Regions from separate parts of the Mus musculus genome. Here region 1 is linked to region 2. A link is a contact called in public HiChIP or PLAC-seq data. All regions are on one chromosome and are shown on one strand. The core of a region is the stretch at or near the end of the contact, and the rest is flanking DNA. Distances in the headings are between cores, read along the strand shown. Region 1 overlaps Clgn (calmegin). Region 2 holds the start of Clgn (calmegin).

What was found. HiChIP or PLAC-seq counts read pairs in DNA pulled down with a chosen protein or histone mark.
Region 1: an H3K27ac HiChIP or PLAC-seq map of microglia shows a contact between it and region 2, with 3 times the contacts expected there. The contact joins the enhancer-like site here to the promoter of Clgn in region 2. A contact is called at or near these places in 2 of 39 promoter capture datasets (the 3T3-L1 cell line and hippocampal neurons), 3 of 484 Hi-C or Micro-C datasets (embryonic stem cells, olfactory sensory neurons and pachytene spermatocytes), 1 of 115 datasets of contacts at active chromatin or transcription factors (microglia) and 3 of 9 other capture datasets (adipose tissue, liver and pancreatic islet).

Annotation. Positions count from the first base shown.
Region 1 is chr8:83,419,925-83,426,719 of GRCm38.p6, reverse strand. Clgn (calmegin) reads right to left here. Exons shown (of 15, transcript NM_009904.4): 9 at 6,403-6,516; 10 at 6,151-6,301; 11 at 3,484-3,699; 12 at 2,522-2,647; 13 at 1,987-2,149; 14 at 1,095-1,195; 15 at 1-194. The coding sequence ends at 114. Among named protein-coding and RNA genes, the nearest start is that of Scoc, 19 kb to the left of the region's middle. Within about 2 kb of position 3,074, at least 23 of the 459 cell types and tissues checked have an H3K27ac peak or open chromatin away from gene starts, as enhancers often do. A contact at or near this core is called in microglia, where this site is marked.
Region 2 is chr8:83,385,087-83,392,032 of GRCm38.p6, reverse strand. Clgn (calmegin) reads right to left here and starts at 2,191. Exons shown (of 15, transcript NM_009904.4): 1 at 1,933-2,191. Gm32377 (a long non-coding RNA gene) reads left to right here and starts at 2,544. Exons shown (of 5, transcript XR_878991.3): 1 at 2,544-2,622; 2 at 5,238-5,324.

The DNA.
Region 1 (6,795 bases), core at 1,825-4,324, 34 kb before region 2:
TAGATACTTAGAAAGAGTTTGTGCAGATGCGCAGTCACTGTCCTTCTGGACACCCTGACTCTAGATGCCCGATCTCTCTCTCTCTCTCTCTGGGATTTGCGACCCTTGACGCTTCAATCCTTCCGTACCCTCCTCTTCCGCAATGACTTCAGTGGGGCATCTCCAGATCCTGGGCTCTCATCAGCGTCCTTCATCTGGAAAACAATGAATGCTGGGAATGTTTCTTTTCATGTAATCTGTAACTGTTGACAACAGCAGGCTTATTCTGCATTCTTTCAAATGTGTGTGCTAACTGTCCAGTGCTGTGTGACACAGGCTCCTGTACTTCACAAAGATGCCTTGGGGTTTTAATTGTTTACACTGGCCTGATGTCTCTCCCCAAATAACCCTGCTTATCAAGTAAGCACGTGACAAAGAACACGAGTATTCGCCCCACAGCATTATTTATGACTCAGAACATGGTCTCAATCTCATAGGAAGTAGTTGTGTGATTTCCACTGATAGAGACTTCACCTCAGGGGCTCTGTGAGTAAAAAATCCTAAGCTGGTTTTACAGAGACCATTTCAGAACTTCTGGAATGAAAGTTTCCAACGAAATGAGGAGAGAGGTAAAAAGGAACGCGCGGACACTTCCCCCTCTCTACTTTCAGGATGTGTTTGTACCTCAAAGCAAACTTTAAGAGCAGAGTACATGCACGAAGACATTATGGAGCTACATCATTCACAATGCAACATTCAGACCAATTTCACAAAATGGTGCTACTGAAAAATAACTTAGCTTATTGACAAATATACACAAGAGAACAAAATGGCTAGAGGGTGGATGGGGGCAAGTCTGCCCGCAGCTCTGTGCTTTCCACAGGAGGACTGCATTTTATATACTCAGCCATCTCTGTCCATCTCTACAATAGAGCTACGGTCATTTTCACCAGTGCAGTCTACCTTTACATTGTGTGTGGTGGGCACAGGTGACCTGCTCCTCCATCAGGTGTCCAGGTAACAACATGTCAGCATTTTTCTGCCTTCACTTACAGGAGAATTGGAGACAGGGAGGCCGGGAGAAAGCTTGCTCCTGTCCTGTGAGGAGGGCTCACCTCATCCTCTGATCCAGATTTACTCAGCTTGCTCACTTCCTCTTGACCTTCTAGAGTTTCTCTGTCTTCCTTACTCTTCTCTTCCGGTTCACCAATTACTTCTGGAATACAGATTTCATTAAAGGCAGAGACATAACATAAAAGAGAACAAGTCCTTATAAAAAGTAAAAACTTACTTTGCCAAGAATTAGGTTTGAGGAAGCGGAAGTTTGAGGAAGTGGAAGCCAGCATGCGCTAGCTACCTCTGCTTTCCTCACGTTTGCACACGCGCAGTGCTGGACAGTGCAGAAGTGCAAAAGTGCCTTCTAAAACAAGGCCCCTTTGATATTTAAGTATTCCCAAATTAGTTATTTGTGAATGCTCTCTAAAGTAGGCAGAAGCATCAATATAATGCACTAGTAAGTTAAAAAGACTGAGAACTTACAACCTAAATTTACTTACACACACACACACACACACACACAGAGTTCTTCTTAAAGAACTTAGTCCTGTGCTTTGTCCTCTGACTTCTGCAGGTGTTCCATGACATATATGTGCACACATGCATGCTGCCTTTGAGTCACCCATGCACCGTAAGGAACCCACTGTTCATCAAGCTAGGCTTGGGTGGAACTGTGTGACTGCTGTGGGTGCCCCGTCGGGTGAGGGTATGCCTGGGCACACAACTGTGCACACACTGCAGCTCATCTGTGCTCTCAGAAGCACAAAAGCCTGTGCCCTAAGGACGAGCAGGGCAGACATGGTGACTGCTCAGAGGGCTGTCCCTCTCAGGGGATGGCTAATCACGCTCTTGATGTTCCTGTGCACATCAGACCCAGAGCAGGGCAGACAATTCTGTCAGCGCTGGCAGCAGTGCCGGGGCCGGGGCCCCAAGTCACAAGCACAGTCTTACCCTTTTCCACGGTGACGACCTCAGCTTCACCTGGCTTCTTTTCTTCTTGCACATCTTCTGGCTTCTCTGGGGCCTTCTCCTCCTCTGCCTCTTGTTCCAGAGCGGCCTTGCTTTGCAGTTTGCATAATTCAGTTTTTTTAGGTCCCGTGTCTTCATATTTTTTCTGTGGTAGTTTAACAAACGCTGGTTTTACTAAAAGCTAAGCATTAGTTTTATTTTATTTTATTTTATTTTATTTTAATTTTATTTTATCTTTCTTTCTTAGTGCACAGACACTAATTATTGAAATGGACAATGCGTGTCCTCTCCATTAAAGTGTTTATCTACCTGGGTTTTTTTTGTTTGTTTGTTTGTTTTGTTTTTTTGTTTGTTTTTGCACTAACTGATGAGGTGCATAATAAACTCGGTAAATCTTACAGGAACCTGACTGAAATCATTACGTTCGCATTGAATTCATTACACTGCTTGATCCACACAACTCTGGAACACAAGCAAATCTGAAAAAACAAAGTTGAAAACAAGGTGTTTTCTTTACCTTTACTTTCCTTGGCCAACAAAAGGAAGCAACTAATGCAACGGGCAAGCCGGCCATCACCAGGTACATGAGCCAGAGCCAGGGGCGCTCCTCTGCGGCTATCACCAGCTGTCGGAGTACACCAGGCTGCGGGAGACATCAGCATAGAGGTACAGACTTCCACAGATTATGTACATCTTTCACTCTCTCCCAGTGCACACACGCGCACACACACACACACACACACACACACACACACACACACACACACTGAAAAAGACACCTTTGATAATATGTTCTGTCAAAGAACTTCCTGATAAAGTCACTCAGGGATCATTGTGATTTCTTTTTCTTTTTCTTTTTCTATGAACAATTTCACAAGTGGCCCTTGGGTATGAATTTTATTTTATTAAAATAAAATCTGAGGCCACAACATATTTCACTTGTAACAGTCAAGTGTCTAAAGAAACCAACTGGTCGTGGGCAAATGGTTCAGTAGATTAAAGTGCTGACACCCTCATACTATGCCGGATGCAGTGGCCTGTGATCCCAGCGCCCCCAGGGTGAGGTGGCGTGTGGAGTCAGCAAGCTCACAGGCCAGCTAGCCCAGAGCACACAGCACAGCAGTGGAAACAAACACAGTAATGCTGACGTTAGGTAACTTGGCATTTCTCTAAGTAAAAATAGTTGGAATGGGTACAGATTCCTGTTACAGCTCTCAGCCTTGGCAGGCTGACTTGAAAGCGCAAAGACGGCTTTTTTAATGTTATAAACACAATTGGACTTTGAGTCTCATTAGGGCTATTATAATTTGAATTCACCATGAAGTCTATGCAGAAAACCTCGATATTCTGTCTATAAGATGTATTCAAGTCCCTTTCCTTGGCATTTAGTAGTTACTGCATCGGTATCACCCACAGCCAGGAGTGAGTCCCCTGAGGCCCACCCACAGTTGCATAACTTGTCTGCGGTCACTGTCGCACCTCATTAGCATTTGCCACCATTATCTTCAGTTCCCAGCCATCTGTAGCCCACTGATCGGCCACCTCCTTTTCTGAACAGATGATAAAATTATCAAAGTAGATGTCAGGAGTCATGGACCAAAGCTCTAAGCCCAGCGCACTGAAAGAAGTCAGGAGGAAGGGGTGGTCATCCTCAAAGTAATCTGGGTTGGGAATCTTCTGAGGACTCCAGAGTCCCTGGGAGAAGGAACAAAGGAAGACACTCTTAGAGAAAGTGATGCCATTACACAAATAAAAAGGAGCGGAAGAGGAAGCCTTTTTAAAAAATATTTTTTATTACTACGTATTTTCCTCAATTACATTTAGAATGCTATCCCAAAAGTCCCCCATACCCTGCCCCCCACTCCCCTACCCACCCACTTCCCCTTTTTGGCCCTGGCGTTCCCCTGTACTGGGGCATATAAAGTTTGTGTGTCCAATGGGCCTCTCTTTGCAGTGATGGCCAACTAGGCCATCTTTTGATACATATGCAGCTAGAGTCAAGAGCTCTGGGGTACTGGTTAGTTCATAATGTTGTTCCACCTATAGGGTTGCAGATCCCTTTAGCTCCTTGGGTACTTTCTCTAGCTCCTCCACTGGGGGCCCTGTGCTCCATCCAATAGCTGACTGTGAGCATCCACTTCTGTGTTTGGTAGGCCCCGGCATAGTCTCACAAGAGACAGCTATATCAGGGTCGTTTCAGCAAAATCTTGCTAGTGTATGCAATGGTGTCATCGTTTGGAGGCTAATTATGGGATGGATCTCTGGATATGGCAGTCTCTAGATGGTCCAGAGGAAGCCTTTTATAAGGGATGGGGAGATGGCTCCGGCGGTAACATGTGTGCCCCTGCGTGAAGGTACAGGAGCTGAGTTTAGTCTGTAGCACTGTTTAAAAAGTTGGTGCTGTCAGACAATGGCTGTAATCCCAGCCCTGAGGAGATGGAGGCAGGGGATCCCTGGGATTTGTTGGCCAGTCAGTCTACTCGAGTCAGAAAGATCCAGGTTTACTGAGAGACAGTGTCTCAAAAACAGTAAGATGAAGAACAATCACAGGCACTCGCACACGCGAGCACATACACACACACTCACACACACACACACACACATACACTCACACACATACTTTCTCTCTCTCTCTCACACACACACTCACACACACTCACACACACACTCACACACACACACACACATACACTCACACACATACCTTCTCTCTCTCTCACACACACTCACACACACACACACACTTTGTGATAAATGAATGCTATGAAGAAAGACAGTAGTGAAGAATTAGAATATACAACCACATTTGTGTGTGTAAACCATCATTCTATCTCTATATCCCTTCCTATCTGTCTGCTCTGTACGCCAGACTGGCCTTAAACTTACAGAGATCCTTCTAACTCTACCTCTCGAGTACTAGGATTAAAGGTGTGTGCTACCACGCCCAACAAAAGATGCTACATTCATTTTTTTTTTATTGATATGTTATCTTAAAAGACTGTTGCTGTTTGGTTTTACCCTAGGGGTCTGTGCTATTTATTTAGTCTCTGGTTCCAGGTCACACAAGCAATACTGGGCATGGGCTCCTTCTCATGGAGTGGGCCTTAAGTCAGATCAGACACTGGCTGGCCACTCCCACCAATTTCTGTGCCACAAATGCCCTAGCATATTTTGCAGGCAGGACAGACTGTAGGTCAAAGGTTTTGTGGCTGGGCTGGTGTCCATGTTTCTGTTTCTGTAGCTTACAGTGTACCTTCCTGCACCACAGACTAGAATGTAGGGTGGGGACTCCAGGTAGGCACCAGCGCAACCTCTCCATGTTCACAGGAAGTGTCTGGGTACAATTCTCTTGCCCCCATTCTCCCACCCCCACCCCCATCAGCTTTCAGACAGCAACGCTTTGCAACAGCCTGGCTTGTTTAGGGAGTTCCATGGGATCTTCTTAGCCAATGACTCAATTGAATGTGCCCTGCTCTCACCACTGGAAGCCTTGCCTGGCTACAGAGATGACTAGTTGGGACTCTGTATTCCCCATTACCAGGACCCCTCACTAGGATCACCTTCATAGATTCCAGGAAGTTTCCACTGCACTAGGTTCCTATCCCTCAAGTGGTCCCCCAATCCCAGCCATCTCTCCCTTCACTCTCTGTCTTTACCTCATCACTCCCCAATCTGATCCCCACCCACCCGCAGTCCACCCATAACATCTATTCTATCTTCCCCTCCTAGGGAGATCCATGTAGTCCCTCTTTCCTAAATTAGTTGGCTTTCTTTCTTTCTTTCTTTCTTTCTTTCTTTCTTTCTTTCTTTCTTTCTTTCTTTCTTTCTTTCTTTCTTTCTTTCTTTCTTTCTTTCTTTTTGGGTTTTTGTTGTTGTTGTTGTTGTTGTTGTTGTTTGAGACAGGGTTTCTCTGTGTAGCCCTGGCTGTCCTGGAACTCACTCTGTAGACCAGGCTGGCCTCGAACTCAGAAATCCGCCTGCCTCTGCCTCCCAAGTGCTGGGATTAAAGGCGTGCGCCACCACACCCAGCGGTTGACTTTCTTTAACTTCATAAAATTACAAATGAGACTTCTAAGAGCTGCAGACACTGGTGAGGATGAGATAAAACGATCCGACCTTACTGCAGAACGGGGACAGTGCTATCACCTGGTAGTTAGGATTATTGATCATTGGTGGTCTCCAGATTCCTTTGTATTTTGGGTTATCGATCATGGGAGGTTTCCATTCTCCACATCCAATCTGACAGGCTGGATTAGGAATATGTGGTGCCTCCCATTCTCCATCCATGTCGTCACTCCTGCAATGATCAGATATTAGCTCCCAGGCTTTTAGGAAGCAATGAGAAGTAGTAAATAATCAAGATACACTTGGCACCTCGTGAAACTAAGGAATGCTCACCAGTCCTCAGGTTTCTCAGCTTTAGGATTGGGGATAAACTTTGGTTCATCATCAAGCCAGCCATCAGGTTTAACAGCACTTGAGTCTTCTATTTGGGCAGGTTCATTTTCATCCCTGTAAATACATTGTTACAACAGTGAATTTACTCTTCTAAGAAGTTCTTAAATACACATGTCAAAATGTCCAGAAGGTACCATGGCAGTATGTCCTATCATTTGGCCTGTGAGCCTACTAAGGGCATTTTACAGGCCAACACACACACACACACCCCACACACACTGTTCCCTTGTTGTATGTGGTCTCCTGTTCCATGCACACACTGCACACACTTTTTTACATAAAGGATAACACTGCATACTCAGCAAGCTCAATTTTGCCTTTGCCACTCAAACT
Region 2 (6,946 bases), core at 942-3,441:
CTCTGTGTATCCCTGGCTGTGTTGGAACTCACTATGTAGACCAGGCTGGCCCAGAAATCAAAGATCCGCCCGCCTCTGCCTCCCAAGTGTTGGGATTACTTTAGTAATCACATCTGGTTTAATAAATGTAATTTTAAAAATTGTAAACACGCTGTTCTGTGTCTTTAATTCCCTTTTCAATTGGCACCACATGTAGTCAACCAAATGGTTCCAAATGTATGAACTTGGGCTGGGAACAAGAACACAGCCAGAACGCTTGCCTGTATCCCCAAGGCCCTGGGCCCCCCAAAACGAAGCAAAATAGACAGAATATAGTCTCACTGGTCCCCTGGGGTGTGAATAGGAGGGCATTTGTGGAATGAACACATTTTGATCCCTCAGCCTTCATTAGGGACCTAGCCTTCCTGACAGATACTAGTAAGTTGTTGTTCAGTGTCATGTCCACTCCTGCTAACCTTTATAACCAACCCCTGCCATCTTGTAAGCCTGGTGTTTGTGAGAAAAAAAAAAACAATTCTTAAATTAGACTCTACTTTAAAAAATGTTTAGTAATTATGATCATATACTGCCCCTTCCATGACTCATTCTTTCATTCTGAATATTTGCTATATATCTACCCATCTATATCGATATCTATCTATACACACACATACACATATACTTTAATTACATGTATGTGTTTCTCTTTTGTGGTTATGTACACGTATGTGTGGGTGCCAGAGGAGGCCAGAAAAGGGCATTCGAAAGCTCCCTGCCCTTGATACCTTGTCACTAAGTGACTAACACTGTTGTTCAAAGGACAACTGAACTGGTTCCCTTCTCTGGGCCTCTTGTCACCCATGAGTTGAGAGAAAGTCCTATCAAAGCTGACAGTTCCTGTTTTCTAATTACATAATAAAGAAGGAAAGTTTAGTAGACACCAAACAAGCCCAGAGCCCTGAGCCCCCACCTGCTAGCTGCATATCCATCAGCACACGCCACCATTTACAGACAACAGACCAACAAGACCAATCAAAACAAGACAAAAAAGACTATCTTGAGTTTAAGGAACAGGATCAATGTGTCTGGATGACCAAACCAACAGACTGTAGACTAGAAAATGGTCAAAATTACAATTACCAAAAAAAGAGAGCTACCTAGGGAGATGTCAATTTTTCAGGGCAAGAAAAACAACCATGATTTACTATTCTGTTTCAACATAAATTAATCTTCGTCAGAGATATTGAACCATTGACCACCTAATTTTTAAATTTTTGTTTTGCCTAATTTGTTTATTTCTGTTTATACCTTCGGTCTCCAGCTCCCAACTTCCTAGCCTTTTGCTCTTTAACCCCAAACAAACCCCTGCATAGCTTCTTCCTCCTGGGTGGGGCAGATGCCACTTAAACTCAGCTAAAGTATCTGACTGATAGTAAACAGGCTTTAGATAATGAGACTCTAGTCATTAAGGTTTTCTGGATTCAACACAGGGCCGGTTACTCCCCAATGGCTCCTGTTAGGCTCCACCCAAGTGTCTAGGGAGTGGCCAGGATTCTCTGGCCACCTTAGCCAGGTTTGAGCGTGGGGGTGGGGGAGGTAGGGTTCTTTGGCTTCACAGAGAAGTGGGCTGCAAATGTGCCCAGGTTGGTTTTGTTGCATTTTCTAGAAAGATGCGAGAAGAACTCTCCAGGGATTGTGGTAGAGCTTCGTGGAACCGGGCCACACAGTGGCAACAGCAGCTGTGGCAACCGCTGGGATAACGGACTTGAGAGAGGCGCCAGGCTGGGCAGGGCAACCTGGCCTTCCCCAGTGTCAGGGAAGCAGAAGGAGGACCCAAGGGACTCAGGGTGGCGTCTCCCTCCATCCAGGGCTGATCTCTGTCCCCGAGGTTGGCAGAGCCCACCCAAGAGTCTAACTCCCACATTCATCCCTGAACTCATCCTCCAGCCTCACCTGGCCGCACCAAGCTAAGCCTTCTTCTAGTCTCAGAAGAGGATGCTGCGGGGCACCTGGATCCGATTTCTCACCCGGTCCCCAGAGAACAAGCCGCAGGAAGGCGGCCCGCGGTCTACACACCTGTCCTGCGGGCTTGTGTCCAGCAGCGGCAGCTCAGGTGTCCGACTGGCCGCTACTTGGTGCCCGGCGTCTCCCCAGAGCGATCCCGCCGGCAGCCGCCCAGCAGCGACTGCTAACTGCGCGTGCGCGAGCGGCCGCGCGGGAGGATGCAGGATGCAGAGGCAGCCCCAGTGCGCAAGCGGCCCGCTCAACCGCCGCTCGGGACCCAGCGGCCGCGCGCCTGGGGGGATGCGGTCCTTCCAACGTCAGTCCCTCTCTGGAGCTCAGGCTGCTGGCTCTGCAGACTGCTCAGTTCTTCGTGTCGCACCTTAATTGGTTCCCGGATGGATGATGAATAGATGGATGGTTTTGGGTTTTTTTGTTTTTCTTTCTCTTGTTTTGTTCTGATGACCTTAAACTTTTTGATCCTCCTTCCCTTCTTCCTGACTTTTGGATTTGCAACGCCACACTGTTATGCAGTAGTGATTGAAGCCCTCTTGGTGGGGTTATGCAAGCTCTGTATCAGTTGATCCACATCTTTTGTTTCCTCAATTTTATCTCAACGTTTTTAAAAGAGTGCCAGGGCAGGTGTGCCAAATTCATACGCTGAAATTTCCCTCTATATTTTTGTGTTTTAGTAGCTGATTGTTCATGGTTATCAACCGGGAAGCTTCCTATTTCACACATGCTCCTGGCTTGCTATTACATTATAAATGAAACTGTACATTTTCATTTTGTCAGTATTAATGTTAATAATTTGCCACAGACACATAATTGGTTTTTTATTAATCTTGAACACTCCTTGAAGGCATTACCTGCTTTTTTCTCTGTATGTTTACAATTCTGTATATTGTTTGTATCGTCTTAATTTGTGTGACCAAACTTTGAGTCTGTGTAAACGTTCTGTTTTCTGTTCATAAATGTTTGAAGTCTGCCCCTTGATTTAGGATCTGTCATTTTTTTGCTTGACTCAACTTTACTGTGGTTTCAATACAGTAATTTTAACTAACTGTCTTCATTCCTTATTAGGCACAAGCAACATTTTTAAAAACTTAACACACCTCCATCCAAGAGTCCATCCTATTTAGGCATAGAGTCTGTTTTATCCAGTCACTGTGTACAGTTACTGTGGTACCCAAATTGTCCTAGGTTTAACTGAAGGAGGTGTGAAGGGTTCTTTGGAAAGTCAGTTGGGTGGTGTTTTGCTGGGACAAACACTTGAAGGAGCATCTTGTTAAAGTGGACATAGGTGTGAAAGGCTACAGCAGACTCGTGAAGGAATGTTACACTGAAGCAGACACAGGAGAGAGGATGTTCTGCTAAAGCAAACATGTGAAAGGACACGTGATAAAGGATTCTTCGCTAATGACATATGTATTGGTGTGCCTTACATTGTGTAGTTGAGCTGTGTCTGTCGGGACTCCATAGAAACACATTAAAGAATTGTTGGTAGTGTGTTGTAGTTTTTGTTGCTTTTGCAGACTTGGGCTGATTGGCAGAGTGATGTCAGCTGAGACAGACGCACATGCTAAGGCAGGACCTGTGGAGGACACGTGATGTTTAGAGGGAGTATAAAAAGGACCCAACTAACAGTGACAGGGGTTGAGCTAGGCTTGCTTATCGAGCTAGCTGTGCAACATTTGTTAGTCACGAGTCTTTGTTGGTCTATGCTTGGTTGAGAGAGGCATAGTCAGAACTTTTCTTGGTGTTCCTCTTGGTCCCTCCTGCTGACTCAAGCCAAGGCTGAGGCCTGGCTGTCTCTGCTAGGTCATGCCACTGCTGTCGCTAACCTGACTCTACTAACCTGGACTGCTGGTGTATCTGTGAAGTGTTTGCGAGTGGATCGAGCTGCCGCTACTGACCTGTGACTTGAACTGTCCATTTCTAGACAGCACAGAAGTTGCTCCAAAGAACCTTTCTGGATAGGTTTATTGCTCCATATCTTTTTTTGTTTTGATTTGTTTTTTTTGTTTGTTTTTGTTTGTTTGTTTGCTTTTTTAAGACAGGGTTTCTCTGTGTAGCCCTGACTGTCCTGGAACTCACTTTGTAGACCAGGCTGGCCTCGAACTCAGAAATCCGTCTGCCTCTGCATCCCAAGTGCTGGGATTAAAGGCATGTGCCACCACACCCAGCTGCCAAAAGCTTTCTTGACCTCATCCCTAGCAATCATAGACTTGTGGAATGTGATTTTTAAAAAGGAGCTTAAATACTCCCCTACTCCTTTCAGCCTGAGGTTCATCCACGTCTGAATCCGAAACTTGCATTTGCTTATTGCTTTGTGGCTTTCCACTGTACTGATGTACAGCTGTTTATAATTCTACTTTTCAAATGGACATTTGTACAGTTTCCAGTTCAGGACTATTGCAAATAAGGATGCTGCAAGCATTTCGAGGACAGAGGTTCTCCCTCCTCTTCAGTAGCTATAAGCAGAATGGATGAGATGCCTGGGGTATCTGTGAAAGAAGATGCTATGTGTTACAATGTGGCTGTGTGATTTTAAGATCCCATCAGCAATATGCAAGAGTTCTTGTTGCTCCACCATTGTTAAGCATGGTTTATCTTTAATCTGAACCTTTTGGGTGGCTGATCAACAGTATCTCAGTTGTTTAAGCACTATGTAGCTGTCTCATACATTACTAAATGTATTTTGTCAGTTGAATTGTCTTGTTGTTGAGGTTTGGTCTTTTGCTGTGTTTTGTAATATTAAGTGCGGTCCCCAAGACCTGGTTGCCCCAGAGATGAGAGAACCTGCTGCATGTAGATGCAGGTAAAGCTCTGGGACCTTACCCCCGAGTTAGCTCTGACTATAAGTAAAGATGCTGACAGCAAATAACACTGGGCAGAGCAGACAGAGATGGGGTTTAGGACTCCCAAACCACGAGAGAGGTGAATGGACGGAGGAAGCATGACGCTGAGGGAGTCAAGAGCAGCCTAGAAGAAACGTAATAATAACAGGGTTATCATTCTCGATAGGAAATAGATTTTTAACAGCAGCCTTGGTGCTGATTAAGGCTTATTGTAAATAATAAAAGTTGTGTGTCTTTTATCCTGGAACAAAATGATCAAAGGTGGGGTAGAAAATCTAGATTGGGATTAAAAATTTCTACAGCATTTTATATTTTCACAAGCATTGTAGGAGAGGAAGTTGATGTCAAAGAAGTACCCATGCACTGCATTATCATCTTTTTTTTTTTCCTCTGCAGGATCATGGATTTCTATGAGGCGCTTCCCCTGAGCTCCATCTCCATCCTCTGTCATGTTTGCATGGAAGACATGCTGAATTTTTCCAAGTATCTTTCCAGCTTCTATAAAAATAACAAAATGCTTTCTGAAACCATTTTATTCAATGTAATAAGTTTCCTAAGAGGTCCATAGGGTTCATACATCCAGGAAATAAACACTGAGACATGATTTGCTGTGGTCTTGATGACGCTTGGACAGTTAATATTGCACCGAGGAATTTTGGATCAGTTAGCATTTGTTGCTCTACTGTGTGTGTGTGTGATCATTATCCAGATTATTATTCTTACAGAACAAAAGAATGTGGAAATGTGCTGTGATCTGAAACAATTTAGAAACAGTGCAGTATAACTGTTGGGGTTTTTTGAAGCTTTGCCTTTCTTGCAGAAATCCCTGGGTTCAATACTCAGTGCCAAGAAATATATGCTGAGGTGATGACCCCAGGTGACCTCAGGGGTTGGTGGGTGTTCTGTGCTCTTTACTTCCCATCAACCTTGTTGTTTTTGTTGTTTTGTTTTTTGTTATATGAAAACTGTCTGGCTTGAGCTAAGTGTTTGGCATTCATTTTGATGAACTATCTTCACACACACACACACACACACACACACACACACACACACACACACCATTTTATCTGGACTTGAGAGAAGTCCAACATCAGCCAAATGAAACTCAGTTCATATAAATGACGTCATCATTAGTGGCACAAGTGTCCACTATCAACAAAGCACCTAAAAATGAATGTCAGTGGCACTTTTAAAATATTTCAGGAGAAATAGCTGCCCAGATTTTAGTGTCAGTCTTTCTTCATTCTTGTCATAATTCAGCCACAGGGTGGAGGTGTTTAAGTTTAATAGAGGGTGTCTGTCCCCTCTATACAAGAATGAAGAGACACTAATTATCACTATTAATATTGATATGTAAATAATGCACATTGCTAGGTACTTCATAGACTCTGCTAAAGCTCAAATCTGGAATGTTCTTGTGAAGATCCACATGCTGCAGGTGTGTGAGGTGCTCCCTGCAGTTGTCAGACAGAGAAGCAAGCCACAGGAAGGGATGAGAAGGAAAACTCAGTGCAGACTGACTTTGTCAACCTGGCTCAGACTTTGGGAGGGGTTTAATTCTAGGCAAACTTATTGTAGGCATAATTAAACACAGTAAAATTTGGATCTGAGTCTTCAGGCAAAAATAATTCCTATAATCATTTCGATTCCAGGTGTACAGTACAATAGGCAAGCATAAGAGAATGATAAGACTAGCTACTAGGGCGAGGCAGTGATGGTACGTGCCTTTAATCCCAGCACTTGGGAGGCAGAGGCAGGCAGATTTCTGAGACCAGGCCAGTATGGTCTACAAAGTGAGTTCCAGGACAGTCAGGGCTACACAGAGAAACCCTGTCTTGAAAAAACAAAACAACAACAACAACAAAAAAACAAAAAACAAAAAAAGAATAGCTAGTAGCTTGTCAAGGAGAGGGGAAAGCCATCCTCAGCCCATCTCTTACTCTCTGCTAATATTTTTGCTGTGAGCAAAATGGATGTGACACGGCCCATCCCACATGAACCTCCATTGACAATTCTTAGCCAGGCAAACACCACCACGCTGTCTCCTGCCACAGCTCTGTCTTTTATGGCTCCTGACAAAAGGTTGTTGGATTCTGCGTTGACAA